3 separate regions of the Sus scrofa genome follow, and regions 2 and 3 are each linked to region 1. Evidence: chromatin contacts called from public Hi-C and HiChIP or PLAC-seq data. All regions are on one chromosome and are shown on one strand. Each heading gives the region's core, a stretch centred on a gene start, on an enhancer-like site or on the middle of the called end of the contact. The rest is flanking DNA. Distances are from core to core; before and after follow the strand shown. Region 1 has its middle 130 kb from the start of SPRY1. Region 2 has its middle 260 kb from the start of SPRY1. Region 3 has its middle 340 kb from the start of SPRY1.

What was found. Hi-C and Micro-C count contacts between places; a contact is called where the count stands out from the background. HiChIP or PLAC-seq counts read pairs in DNA pulled down with a chosen protein or histone mark.
Region 2: a Hi-C map of skeletal muscle shows a contact between it and region 1, with 1.9 times the contacts expected there. The contact joins two enhancer-like sites. A contact is called at or near these places in 2 of 47 Hi-C or Micro-C datasets (psoas muscle and skeletal muscle) and 1 of 2 datasets of contacts at active chromatin or transcription factors (skeletal muscle).
Region 3: an H3K27ac HiChIP or PLAC-seq map of skeletal muscle shows a contact between it and region 1, with 2.7 times the contacts expected there. The contact joins two enhancer-like sites. A contact is called at or near these places in 1 of 47 Hi-C or Micro-C datasets (embryonic fibroblasts) and 1 of 2 datasets of contacts at active chromatin or transcription factors (skeletal muscle).

Annotation. Positions count from the first base shown.
Region 1 is chr8:100,726,341-100,730,552 of Sscrofa11.1, forward strand. It overlaps a transcript of SPRY1 not described here. Among named protein-coding and RNA genes, the nearest start is that of SPRY1, 130 kb to the right of the region's middle. Within about 2 kb of position 1,936, at least 36 of the 83 cell types and tissues checked have an H3K27ac peak or open chromatin away from gene starts, as enhancers often do. A contact at or near this core is called in skeletal muscle, where this site is marked.
Region 2 is chr8:100,594,275-100,598,754 of Sscrofa11.1, forward strand. It overlaps a transcript of SPRY1 not described here. Among named protein-coding and RNA genes, the nearest start is that of SPRY1, 260 kb to the right of the region's middle. Within about 2 kb of position 2,022, at least 13 of the 83 cell types and tissues checked have an H3K27ac peak or open chromatin away from gene starts, as enhancers often do. A contact at or near this core is called in skeletal muscle, where this site is marked.
Region 3 is chr8:100,521,977-100,526,330 of Sscrofa11.1, forward strand. It overlaps a transcript of SPRY1 not described here. Among named protein-coding and RNA genes, the nearest start is that of SPRY1, 340 kb to the right of the region's middle. Within about 2 kb of position 2,450, at least 32 of the 83 cell types and tissues checked have an H3K27ac peak or open chromatin away from gene starts, as enhancers often do. A contact at or near this core is called in skeletal muscle, where this site is marked.

The DNA of each region.
Region 1 (4,212 bases), core at 686-3,185:
CTTTTTTTTTTTTTTTAACTATCGCTGAAGACTACTGAACTATTTTTGAGACTCTTTTTTTATTCCACATGGTAAAAACAAATAATCAATTCATGTAACTTTTTAAAAAGAGTCAATTCAGTAAAGAGGGGGAAGTTTCACAACCTCATTATTTGTGTAAGACAAGTCCACACAACCAGACTTTCTCCCATCTTGCTTTAAACATTTACCTAGTGCTTCTGGCATCATTTAGGTACATGTTTAGATCATTTTACATAGCACCCATCCTCAATTTAAAATATTTAAATAAGATTTCAAACCAACATGGCTTTACACTAACATTTCTTAAACCAAGGCAGAAAAAAATCCATTGCAGTCGATTCTCGGCTCCCCATTTCCACCACCATCCACTCCATCACCACTGCCAGCCCCAAATTGCTTTATTGCAGTGGAATTATGTTATAATGTTAAATTGCTATAATTCAAGTTTCAGACTAGAGGAAGAGCAGCACAGAGAGTTAGTCTTTCTGAGGCGAATTCGCAAAGGAAAATAAATGTGTAGCCGGAGAATTCAGGAAGATGGAGAAGGAACTTTGTGGCCCAGGCTATTTTCAGGCCCTTTAACCCCCTCATCCCTTAGCATATTCCTGGGGCTTTGTCCTTGTGGCTTTAGGGGTGTCTGAGGTAGTGGGAGGACAGTTGAAAAGTGATGGCCATGTGGTGCTAGAAGGAAAGAATCTGGAGTTCACCCCAGCTCCCACCACTGCCCACTACGCCTCTCCCCTCTGTTCCTCGTGCCTATCGTCTCAGCTGGGTCCTTTCCAAGTAGCGTGACTGATACAGAGACCACAGCACACATTTCTGGAAGACAATCCTTGTTACAGAAAATGAGCCATAATCAAATCAATAAAGCATCATTCCTACGAGCCTCTACCTGCCATAGAAAGGACACTGTTCTACCAAACACTGCTTTGAAATGAGATTCCACTGCTCCCCATACCCCTTCATTGAATAAAGATTCATTCAGAATTATTACGTGTCAAGTCCTCTGCCAGACGCAGGGGGGAGACACGAAGGTGAAATGACAAGAAGATGGGCCCTGCCCGCAGCGCACTGGGAAGAGGGCTGGGGGGAAGGAGTGTAAACTCTAACTTCTCTTTGTAGCTCTTTTTTCCCCTTTAATCAAGCCCACATGTTTCACGAAGGGGCTTGAAAGGAGGGAAGGATTATAAAAATGTTCACTTTCATCCTGCAGATATGAGAAAACAAGAACATGCTGCCATTACTCGACAACTTTATGGCTCCAAATAATGCCAGCGCACGCAGTCCATCAACAGAGGGCCGAAAGTCTGCACCCGGTGGGCATATCATGGGTGCCCGGGCGAGGGCGGGGGGGCATGCTCAGGCAATGCCAGTCCAGGGCCAGGCTTCCCAGGACCCCAGACAGGAGGAGGAGAAAGGGCCAGGGAAGCAGGAGGAAGGAGGCCCATCTGCTCTCAGAGCCAACAAAAGCCCGCCAAGCCCCAGTCCCCTCCACACACCTTCCTCCTCTTCTTAAGAAATGACAGAATTCAGGAAATATTACTTCGGCTTGCAGGCTTCTGTCCTGGCCTATCAAACCCACAGAGAAGTCCCAGCAAATTACTGGAAACTGCACTTTGAACTTAGCCCCTGGCAAGGAGCCCAGTCAAACAGCCATGTACAAGTTCCTTTCCTCCGAGGGGCCCCTCCACCAGGGTGTCCCTATAGACACTCAGAGAGCTGATTGCAACAGGTTGGAATGAGGCCCTGCGCCAGGAAAACAAGCCCTGACCAGTATGATTTCCTACTGCCTGTGCTGTTTCTCAAAAAGTTTTTTTTGGCATGTTCCCCCTCGTTTTGTTGGACTGGGTTACAGGCTCAGGTCCCATCGAGGAAAAGAGTGGCACCCTTTTCACAAAATGCTGAATCTTTGTTTAGCTCAAAAACTGCTCCATCGGCCCCACCGGTAAGTCCAGTAATGTCGGGGGGCAGCAGGGCTGGGGGGACTGGTCAGGCCAGTTGCTAAGCAAATTCTCTGAACTCCCAAGGCATGGAGAAGTAATTAGCTGGTAAACCCCACAGATATTTCTACCTCCAACAAGGGAGATGGTCTTTCTCTGCCCACTAGACCTCACTACACGGTCTGAAAATAAACCAACCCTAGGGGCTGTGAGGGCATCGGCCACTTCTGCCATGCCTGGTCCCACGACTGCTGCTCCTCCTTCAGAGGAAACCGCCAAAACATTGGCCTCTTTCTAGCTCTGTTCTATTTCTAAGAAAACTCAATTGCACAAGCAAATAAACGGACTTATAAAACAAAGAGGTCACCGAGAGACAGATAAAGCTAAAGGTTAGACAGCTGCAGAAACACGCCTCTATCCCAGCTGCAGAGGGAGCTCCCTGGAGGAAGCAGCTCATCCCCCAGGAACCATCAGCCACCTGCAAGGGGGAGGGGATACGCTCAGGGCTACTCCACTTCAGATGAAACATTCCTTTCTCAAGTACTAAAAGGGATTCAAATCACCACCAGATTGGGCCAGGGGTGACCTAAATCTCCTCGCGTGCATTTACTCTAACTGCTCTCTCAGAATGGGGCTTTTTCTGATGATACTTGTATTGTGTCATATGCAGAGTGGAAGGAGTGCAGCTATCTCCTCTCCTGATCTTGTGATAAAGAAAACTCCCCCAAACAGGCGTTTTTTAGTTTTATGTTCTTTCTAGAGATTGCACACCGATTGGGAGGGCGGCTAGTTCCACCTCTAAGCCCACAGCTTCCCCGCTCCTGCCTCCCTGACCTCTTACTGACCCAGTTATGCAATAACCAGCGGTCCATGAACACCATACAATCCCCCCCAAATGCTACTGAGGACATCTTTTTAGAGCACTGGTGCCTGGCCCTGGCATATTCAGGGAGGTTCCCACAGCTTTTCCACTGTGATTGTCAAAGCTCAACTCTCTTCCATTTGTTCCCCTCTCCTACCCCCACCCCCAGTGGTCCTCAGAGAAGTAACTCAAGAACAGCAACAAACCCAGACCTCACATAAAGTCTACAAAGATGGTGTGTACCAGTGAAGTGTTCGCTCCTCTAGGTATTCAACAAGCATTTAGGATGATTCTAACAAAGCAACTCTTACCATGTAGATCCCTCCTAGGCTCTGTGTCGTCTTCTACAAAACAACCTGGGAGAAAAATACAGACACCTTGGGGAGGTTGTGCCCATAAATGGCAGGTGTGAGGGGTCAGACCCAGCAGAGGGGACAATCAGAGCATGAACATATGTTCTAAGCCACAGAGACACAGAAAGCTGAGAGAACTAAGTAGGGTTGCAAAGAAGGCCTCCATCTCCATTCAGAAATCCAAGGGACCAATGAATTTCAGTCATGTCCAAGCACACGGAAAACTAGAGCCAGGTGGGTGATGACTAGCAGCTAGCAAGGGGAAAATTCAGAGCACTTCTGCACCAAAGACCCAGGGCCAAAAAGCCTTCTACCCCCATCTCCCTTCACTGGACCATAATCACCTTTTGATGACAATGGGAAAAATAATTTTTAATTGCCCTATAAAGAAGGCAATACAAAGACCCACAGAATATAAAGCAAAGAGATGAAAAACAGAAGAGGACAGATGTCAAGGAGATCCACCTTATGACTTAACAGGATTTCCAGAAAGAACAGAGAATGTGCCATCAAAGAAATAATAAGAGAAAATGCCCCATACCCGAAGGACACAATTGAGGGCTCATTAAGGGAGCAGCACACTGAATAATAAAAGATGTTGAGGGAGTTCCCACCATAATGCAGTGGGTTAAGAATCCCACTCAGGATTGCTGTGGAGGTACGGGTTCCATCCCCAGCCCAGTGCAGTAGGTTAAAGGATCCAGCATTGCTATAGCTGCATCTCAGATTCAAAACCTGGCCTGGGACGTTCCATATGCCAGGGGTGTGGCCATAACATAAAAAAAAAAAAAAAAAAAAAAAAAAAAAAAAAAAAGATGTCCAGCAAAGCATTTCGGTGTCAAGTTAAGAAGATCCTAAATGCTTCCAAAAAGAAAAGAAAAAATGGTCACCAAAAAAAGACCAGCACTCAGAATCACTATCCTTTTCCTCAGCCAGCAATACCTTCAGAACAAGGAAGACAAGAGAACAATGACTTCAAAATTCTGAAGGAAGGGGATATCCAAAATCTAGGTTTATGTAACCATGCACACCAGGA
Region 2 (4,480 bases), core at 772-3,271, 130 kb before region 1:
TTATTAACCCTTTTCACAATCACTTCTTTTTTTTGTTTGTTTGTTTGTTTGTCTTTTTGCGACATATGGAGTTTCCCAGGCTAGGGGTCTAATTGGAGCTGTAGCTGCCGGCCTACACCACAGATGCTTAACCCACTGATTGAGGCCAGCAATCAAAACTGCAACCTCATGGTTCCTAGTCAGATTCATTTCTGCTGCGCCATGACGGGAACTCCACTTATTCTTTCTTTATAACATTTTTTTTTTTTTACAAAAAGTTTTGGCTTAATTAATATGTATTAGTTCAGTCTCCTTTATACAAGTGTCATCAATCTAGGCAACATAAGTAAAAAGGAAATTTTATTATAAGGAAAATGGTGTCTCACAAAGCCCATGGATAAAATTGGGACTGTGGCTCAGAAAGCCCTCTCAGCATTCTGGCCATCTTCCTGTCTCTATAATTTGCTTCTTCTCTCTCATACTCTATGAAATACTTTGTCTAGTTCTCTGAAGCACATAGCCAAAAATCTGGCCTCAAAAATTCTTGAATTGTAGTGTTTTAGAAATAACATACTTTTATCTAGACAATGACGACAGTGGCTAGATCATGAGCTTATAGCCTCATAATCATTCATGAATCTCAAGAGCCAAATTTAATTGCTGTCACTCAAATCACCAGTATAGGACCAGGTCCCTCCTTCCCACCACCCCAGTCATTGATGGGAAAAGAAGACCTTTCACATGTTCAAGCCGGGCCCCACTGGTTTAAGAACTGAGTAATGGATCCCCGGCATGGCAGATATCAAGATCCATACCTAGTGAGTTCTATGTACTGACCTGTATCCCTGCCCCCAAAATTCCTGTTAAAGCCCTAACCTCCAATGTGACTCTATTTGGAACAGAGTCTTCAGACAGTAATTAAGGGTCATAAGAGTGTGGCTCTGATTTGATGGGTTTAGCAACTTTATAAAAAGAGGAAAAAATCTCTCTCTCTCTGTCTCTCTTTCTCCCCATCCACATACGACACAAAGGACATATGAGGACATAGTGAGAAAGCAGCCATCTGCGAGCCAGGAAGAGAGCTCTCATCAATAAACAAATCAACCAGACCCTTGATCTTAGACTTCTGGCCTCCAGAACTGTGAAAAATAAATTCTGTCATTGAAGCCACCCAGCCTGTGGTATTTTGTTATGGCAGCCTGAGCTAAGACAGTGGGCAAAGACAAAACCCAACCTTCCTTGCAGTCCTGTCTAGGAGGCCTCTCCGGTCTAACCCTATTCCAATTTCTTGTCATTACCACTCTCCAGCCTGAGCCTATGGATTGCAAATGACTTTGCTGTCATTTAGCCCCCTCGGCTTAGCCACCCCACCAGCACATGACATAGGAGCCACTCGGAAAATTCAGTGTCTTTTCACAAACTTTGGTTAGATATCCCCAGATTGCTTCCCCTCCCCGCCAAGTCCTCCCGTATGAGGTATCATTAAATTCCTGAGGCCTCTACCTTTTCTCGACTTTACCATTCTGTCTCCAGCCTCTCCACATCTGCTGCACTGACTCCACAAGGTCGGCACCGTCTCTGAGTACAGACCCATTCTTCACAAGGAGAGCTCGTGATGAACAGATGTGTCACCAGCTCTCCCACAGAAGGACAGGGGATCAGGAGAGGAAGCAGGAAGTCAATCTCCAGACAAGTCAACCATTACAGAGCCTGGAAAATGTAAGAGGTCTGGCCTGTCTCTAGCTTATGATGGTTTGTTTTCCCCTCTTTCTGCCTACCTAAGACCCTTAAATTCTTCACTTTTCACATATCTGGAGGCTAATCCCATGTGAGAAACACTTAGAAAAACAAGTGTGACAGCTCTGCTCAGGGCCCAGAAAGACGCCTCGTTCTGAAAGGGGCCCTTTGGTTGTTTTCCCAGGTAAGACGTTTAAGACTTGATCCCATTGCCTGAATTCCTTTCTCACCACACCCAAGGTCATTTTAATGAAAATTCCAAAGTCCAAGCCAAGAGGATAGAATTGCTCTTAATCCTTCAGCAGTGCCGTCATTTGATCCCTAGACCTGCTGGGGTGATTATTGTGTGTCTGCAGAGCACAGCTCAGCAGACAGCAGAAGGAAGTGGCTGCAAGGGCAGGAGGTTTGCTTCCTGACCCCCGTTTCTGTGCTGATGTGCCCCTGTTACTTCCCAGGACCCACTGGCCTATGGCCCCCACCCCACCCACCAGTCTTTCTCCCTGTCATCTCAAGGAAACGCTGACTGTTAGAGCTGTTCTTCACCTTCCGGAGAAATCCAAGAAGTCACTGATAACTTCTTAATATTATTTATTTTATTGAGAAAGGTGAATCTGAACACAGTTCATTTCTTGGTTTGCTGCTGCCCAGAGGAGGCTAAGGTGTGTGGGGAACATGCAATTATACTTCTTGACACCCTGATATCTGTGACTCTGTATTTCATTAAAATGCTGAAAAAATGTGTTGTAAAAGGAAATGAAAAATGAAAGAGACAACTTGGGTGCTTTTTAAAAATGTTAATTTGTTGGAGTTCCCAGCCTGGGGTGGTGGGAAACAAATCTAACTAGGAACCATGAGGTTCGATCCCTGGCCTTGCTCAGTGAGTTAAGGACCTGGCATTGCCAAGAGCTGTGGTGTAGGCTGCAGACATGGCTCAGATCTGATGTTGCTGTGGTTGTGGCATAGGTCAGCAGCTAGAGCTCTGATTGGACCCCTAGCCTGGGAGCCTCCATATGCCATGGGTGCGGGCCTAAAAAGAAAAAAAAAAAAATGTTTAATTTGTTTTTATTTTCTTCCGCACTTCCTGAGTGATGAGGGAATGAAAGGGCTGACGACCAAATGTCTGGGATGTTCTGGGACCTCTCTGTCCCCAGAGCAGATCTGTGCACATTCTCTAGCACTGCAAGGACTAATCACGGGTCTCGGCCCTTCCTAATGACCAGACTGAGCGGCAGCTTCCAACTTCCTGTCACGCTGCACTCGAAGCCAGCGTGCCGCCAGCCTCCAGCAAACCTGCCAAAGTCATCTGCTTTGGTATTTTTGTACCTCTGAGATTAAAGGGGTAGATCCTTCCCTCCAACCGGCTGAACGGAAGGGAGCTGGGGGAAGCTCTGCTTCAGGGTGTAAAACAGACTCCTTTCTTCTCAATCCCTAGAGGCAAACATGTGTAGGGAGTATCCCTCTCAAAGAAAAAACAAAAACCAAAAAAAAAAAAACTTTCCTTCCATGAAGATACTTGGGCTGGAAAAGATGGGATGCTTTAGGAGAGTTTGGGGGAACTGAAAAATCTAAGTAAAGGTAAAATCTGAAGAATGATCATTATAAATAATGTCTTCAACTTTGTCATTTTTTCTGCCCAAATACAGAAGTATTTAGGAAGATGAAAGTGAATCTGATTGTTTTCTTCCAAGAATGATTCTATGTTGACTTGTATTTCCTAACCTTTTTCTCCTTCCCCACCCCCACCCCCAGAACATTCTCCCAGTAGGTAAGGTTCAGCCAGAATGGAGGCATCACAGTGCCCATGGCCTGGGAGCACTGCAGCTCTAGTGCTTCTCCTCATATTGCATGAGACCCTCCCCTTGACACTCAAAGGCACAGTAAAACATAATAGGAATTTACTCTAAGCTGCTATCAATGGTGCGATTATACTTCCTGATTTACTAAGAAATATCACTAACTTTCTTAAGGGAAAGTGAAAATTTTTAGATTTTAATTCTTGCAGAAAAAAAGAAATAACTTTATATGTGTATAAAGCACTAAATAATAAAGGTATTATTTAGAAGGTCTACCAAGAACACAAAAGAGCACTATCCCAGAAGAGACTCTATAAATGTCACTGCTTGTCTTCTTGCCTCAATCTGCACCTGTGTGTACATATGGAACAGTAAAGTCACTTCAATTATACCACGGCCACAGTTTTCAGACTTTTTCAGGGAAGCCAAGATAATCCTTTCCATATAATTGTTGGCACCACACATAACCTCTTAAATAAACCAATAAATGTTTTAACATCCTTTGACAGTTTTGAAATCCTACAATAACATATCTGGTCCTCCAAACAGCGGGTGAGATGTGACTTAACTTTCCCTGTTTTACCGAGAGGGAACTGAGGTTCAAGAAGGTAAGGAAAATAAGGAAATGGAGCAGGGACCAGAACCCAGGGATTCTGATTCTGAATCCTTAGTCAGACTGTAGTCCCACAGCCGTGACCACTCGCAGGCCCTCTGGCCTTGGGTACACCAGATGATGTATCTAGGTTTGGATTCCTTTACTGCAAAAAGGATGAGAAGGAAAGTTGGAGAGGGTTGAACCAGTTGATGTTTACAGTCTTTTAGTTTCTACATAAATCCAAGAGCCTTCCCAGGATATATGACTGGCATGGCCTCTTATCAGGTTTCTTGAGAAAAATCAATAATGACTTTTTGCCTCTTCTTTCTATAACCAAGAAGTCAATTCCAGTCATGGTAACTTTTGAGATTTCCAC
Region 3 (4,354 bases), core at 1,200-3,699, 200 kb before region 1:
GAAAAAATAAAAATAAAAAAGAAAATAAACAGGTAGATAAACTATAAAAAAACAAAGACTTTAAACCCAATATGCTCTGATGTTTCTACAAAATATTAAATTTTATGGCTACAAATCAAATACATCTGAAGCCTCTTGGTAACTATGCAAACCTAACCAGTATTTTGAGGATTTTTTTAAAGCCTGGTATCTGAGTCTGAAACAGATGCTAACAGTAATAAGAATAATAGCTACTATACATTTAACAGATATTTGTGAGGGCCTACCTGGTACCGTCTACTGTTCCAGAAAATGAGAATATAGCAGAGAACAAAACATACCTGTTTTGACAGAGCTTATGGTCTGTGTCAGGGAGACGACATTTAATAAACATAATCCAGTATGTCTGATTGCGATGAGGACCCTGGAGAAAAATAACACAAAGACCAATGAGGGAAATGCCAAAAGGCATTTCAGAGCAAATTGTTGAATACTTTTTACAGGGCACACATTTTACACGTATCCTCTCATCACATCTTAACTACAATACTACGAGGTAATAGTTATTATTTCTCTATACACTATTGCACAGATCAGGGGAAAATGGGCATAGGGACATCAATTAAATTTCCCAAGAGAGAGTAAGTAATAAAAGTCCAGAACCCGTGTCCTAACCATTAGGTAGAACTGTCTTCTGCCAGACATCACAGTACAAGTGTTTAAAATTGTCATAAACCAAAATAAGCACACATATTCTATGCATTTAGAACTCTTTTTTCCACTATGTTTAACACATAAAAACTATTGAAAGAGTGTCAAAATTTTTAGAAGATTCCATCCTGACACGTGATTTTGGCTTAAATTAGTGTATCTTGGTATAAGTTTTGAATGCAGTGTGTAATAACCATAATTAAAAGATCAAAATTGAAAAAAAAAATCATTACCAAGGCTTCATAGCCTAGTCCTAAACCTTCAACATGCTAGGTTAGTGAAGTTTTCTAAATGAATAGACCTAGAATACCAAAATTATCTTTGTACATAAAGCCTGTTGAAGAAGATACAAGGATTCATGTTTCAATAAAACATAACATCAGTGTTATGACAGAATCAGATTTCACATAAAGCAGAGATACACAGAACTATGGTTAAGTGCAAGTGTTCTATATTCAAACAGACCTGGCTTCAAGCTTGCTGTCTGACTAGCTCTATCTTCTTAGGCAAGCCTACTAAATTCCTTGAACCCTAGTTTCCTTATCTGTAGAAGAGGAATAATAATAATAATAATATCAACATTCTATGTTTTGTGAGAATTTAAAGAGTTCATGTATTTTAAAGACTCAGCCCAGTTCTGGCCAATAGGAAATTTGCAATAAATGTTACCCACTGTGATTATCATGAATAAATGTACCAACTTGGGTAAAGGGGATTTGCATACCCAGAGAAGTTAGTATGATACCTAACAGGATACTTAATGTTCTTTTTCAGAGAACCCACTCTGCACTGAATGCTGAAGGAACTCCCCACTCTCCTTTCCCTAATTGCTGCCTCAGGAACATGCTTAGACTCTAACAGTTAACAGCAGTATTTCCAAACAGAAAAGGGCAATGACATAACTTTGACCTGTTTCCGTACATCTATTTACATAACTCAACTAATGAGTATCTTACAAGAAGAAAGAATGACTCCAGTGGTCTGTAAAAATAGCCATGGAGACTCAGTCCCCTTTGTTAACTCACAATAGCCACTGATGATCTGATCATTTCCTCTAATCTGCATTTGGATGACTTGAAGTCACTTCCCAGGAAGTAAACTCATGACATTCATTCCTTCATTCCCAATTTATACAGATTTCATCCCGTCATATCAACAGCCCATATAGCCAAAGAAAGGGCTTTCTAACACATTGTTTCATTGGTGTTTATGTGTTTCTACCCTAAACAGACAGATGCAGATTAAGCAATGCGTGTCAATCCCATTATGAGGCTGTGAAATGGGCAGAAGTTTTGCTACATACACATGCAATAACACACATTGTGAACATCCTGTTTACTTGGCTCGTCCTCAGATGATTTGGCTGTGGTGTATCAGTGCATTACTGACAGCTGGGAATTTCTCCAGTGGAACATGCCTTTCCTATGACAAACATCCAAATAGCAGTGGGAACACGTGTCTGCCCACCGTGTCCATACAAAACAGCACAGTTCCTCCAAATGCAGAGCATGTTGGGTGCTCGGGTTTTGTTGGAAAACCTCTGAGGGGCCCCCAGTGACCTTTAGAGGCTGCATGAGATAATACATTCTTGGACCCCTATTTCCGGACGGCTTTGGGCAAGGTCAGGATGGCAAATATCCCACTTCCACAATATCAGATGTTACGGTAATTCCTTTTAGCTAATGTGTAAGAGCAAAGGAATGCCTTCAAACCTCATCTAGGCCCTGTGGAATCTGTTGAAAATGCATGACAGCTGTGGGCTTTGGCGAGGCTGTCTGTGAATGTATGAGATTTGGAAACAATTCAAAGCTAGAAATAACTGTACAACTCATAACCCTGCACCACGGCTTGCTCTCTCCCTCTCTCTCTCTCTTCCCATCACTCATTTCACACACGCTGTAGCTGGGTCACCATCTCATCCTCATGACTTTCATGCATTCTTCATGGCCGGGAACTGTGGGTAACATCCTCCCCGAATAAACACAGATGTGAAAAGAAGAAAGAAACAGGGGCGGGGGTCAGAGCAACAGAATGATTTTAATAAGGCACAAGAACAGGAAATTGAGAAAGAGCCTTTTTTTTTTTAATATCCAATTGGGAGTTGCGAAGCAGCAGCAAACTCACTTGTTTAAAAGCCCATCTGCAGTTAGAATCATCATCGAGCTTTCCAGTGATTTATAGAGGCTCTCATTTTCTTAAACCTGCGTTATTTTTAAAGGCTGTGACTATTTACACTGAGCTTTGGGGACTTTTACATGCATTTTCTGCCCCTCACCGTTCACTCTCACAACGAGAGTTTGCACTTCATGCTGTTGAGAAGCGTAGGATGATGGGGAAAGGACATAGGAGAAACGGGGTCCACTTCAAAACATTTCTAAAATCAAATGATGATTATCCAAATACCTCACTGATTCTGACGTCAAAATTCCTACTCTTATCATTTTGACTTAAATGTCATCCCACGATTTAAAAACATTCTGCAACCTGACTTATAAACAATGCATCCTAGGAAACACCGGCTCCTCTCCCATGACTTCTGCTGCTGCTAAGGACAGTTCAGTTGGCCTCCACACCCATGGGCAGATTGGTTCCAGGACCTCTGCAGATGCCCAAGTCCCTTACATAAAATGCTGTAGCAGTGGGCTCCATCTCCACAGATTCTGGTTGGCCGACTACAGATGTGGAAATCACGGTTCCGGAGGGCTGAGTGTATGTTTAAAATATGACCTCTTGGCACAATCAGGTTATTCTCATACAGTTTTTCCTTTCTAGCTAACCCTGGCTTTGACACACATGGTGGCTGTGTGTCAGTCATTAATAACACAAACTCTTAAACAGCCCAAAACAAACTGCACATTATCATTATCCATAGTTTGGCCAAGGTAACCCCCCCCAAGATGGAGGCTTTAAAAGTAAGGAATTAGTTCTCCAGTTAATAATATCTCATCAATATCCTAAAATGAAACAAAACCACGCATAACATATTTAAAAATAACTTAGGGCACGGAAAATAAGGTAAAGGGGGAAAAACAATTCCTACTGAGGGCATGAAAAACAATGTAAAGGGGAGAAAACAATTCCTACTGAGAATGGGCTGGATGCTGTCAAGCACCTCATCAGCCAGCTGGATCTATTTAAGTGTTCAGAAGTGGAGAAAAAAATTACTGGGGCTATCCATGCACAAAAACTAACACCTAACTTGAAGAATAGATTCCCAAAGAAACTCACTGGGGGACACAGATGCTTGCTTGGGGGCATTTACTCTTATATTAAGATCAATTCTAACAAGCTGGGTTATTTGGATTCCCAGGCCACAATGGATTAGAAACAGCACATTAAAGAAAGACAGTGCTCTGGTGGAGGAAAATGCACTGGCAGCTACCAGGAGCACAGCTGGCCAGGGAAAAGAACACCAAGATTCCCTATTGTGGCTTAATGGTAACAAATCCGACTATGATACAGGTTCGATCCCTGGCCTCGCTCAGTGGGTTAAGGATCCTGTGTTGCCAAGAGCTGAGGTATAGGTCACAGATGTGGCTTGGATCTGGCTTTGCTGTGGCTACAGCGTAGGCCAGCAGCTGCAGTTCTGATTCGACTCGTAGCCTGGGAACTTCCATATGCCTTGGGCGTTGCCCTTGAAAATAACTTCAGGAGTTTTCTACCA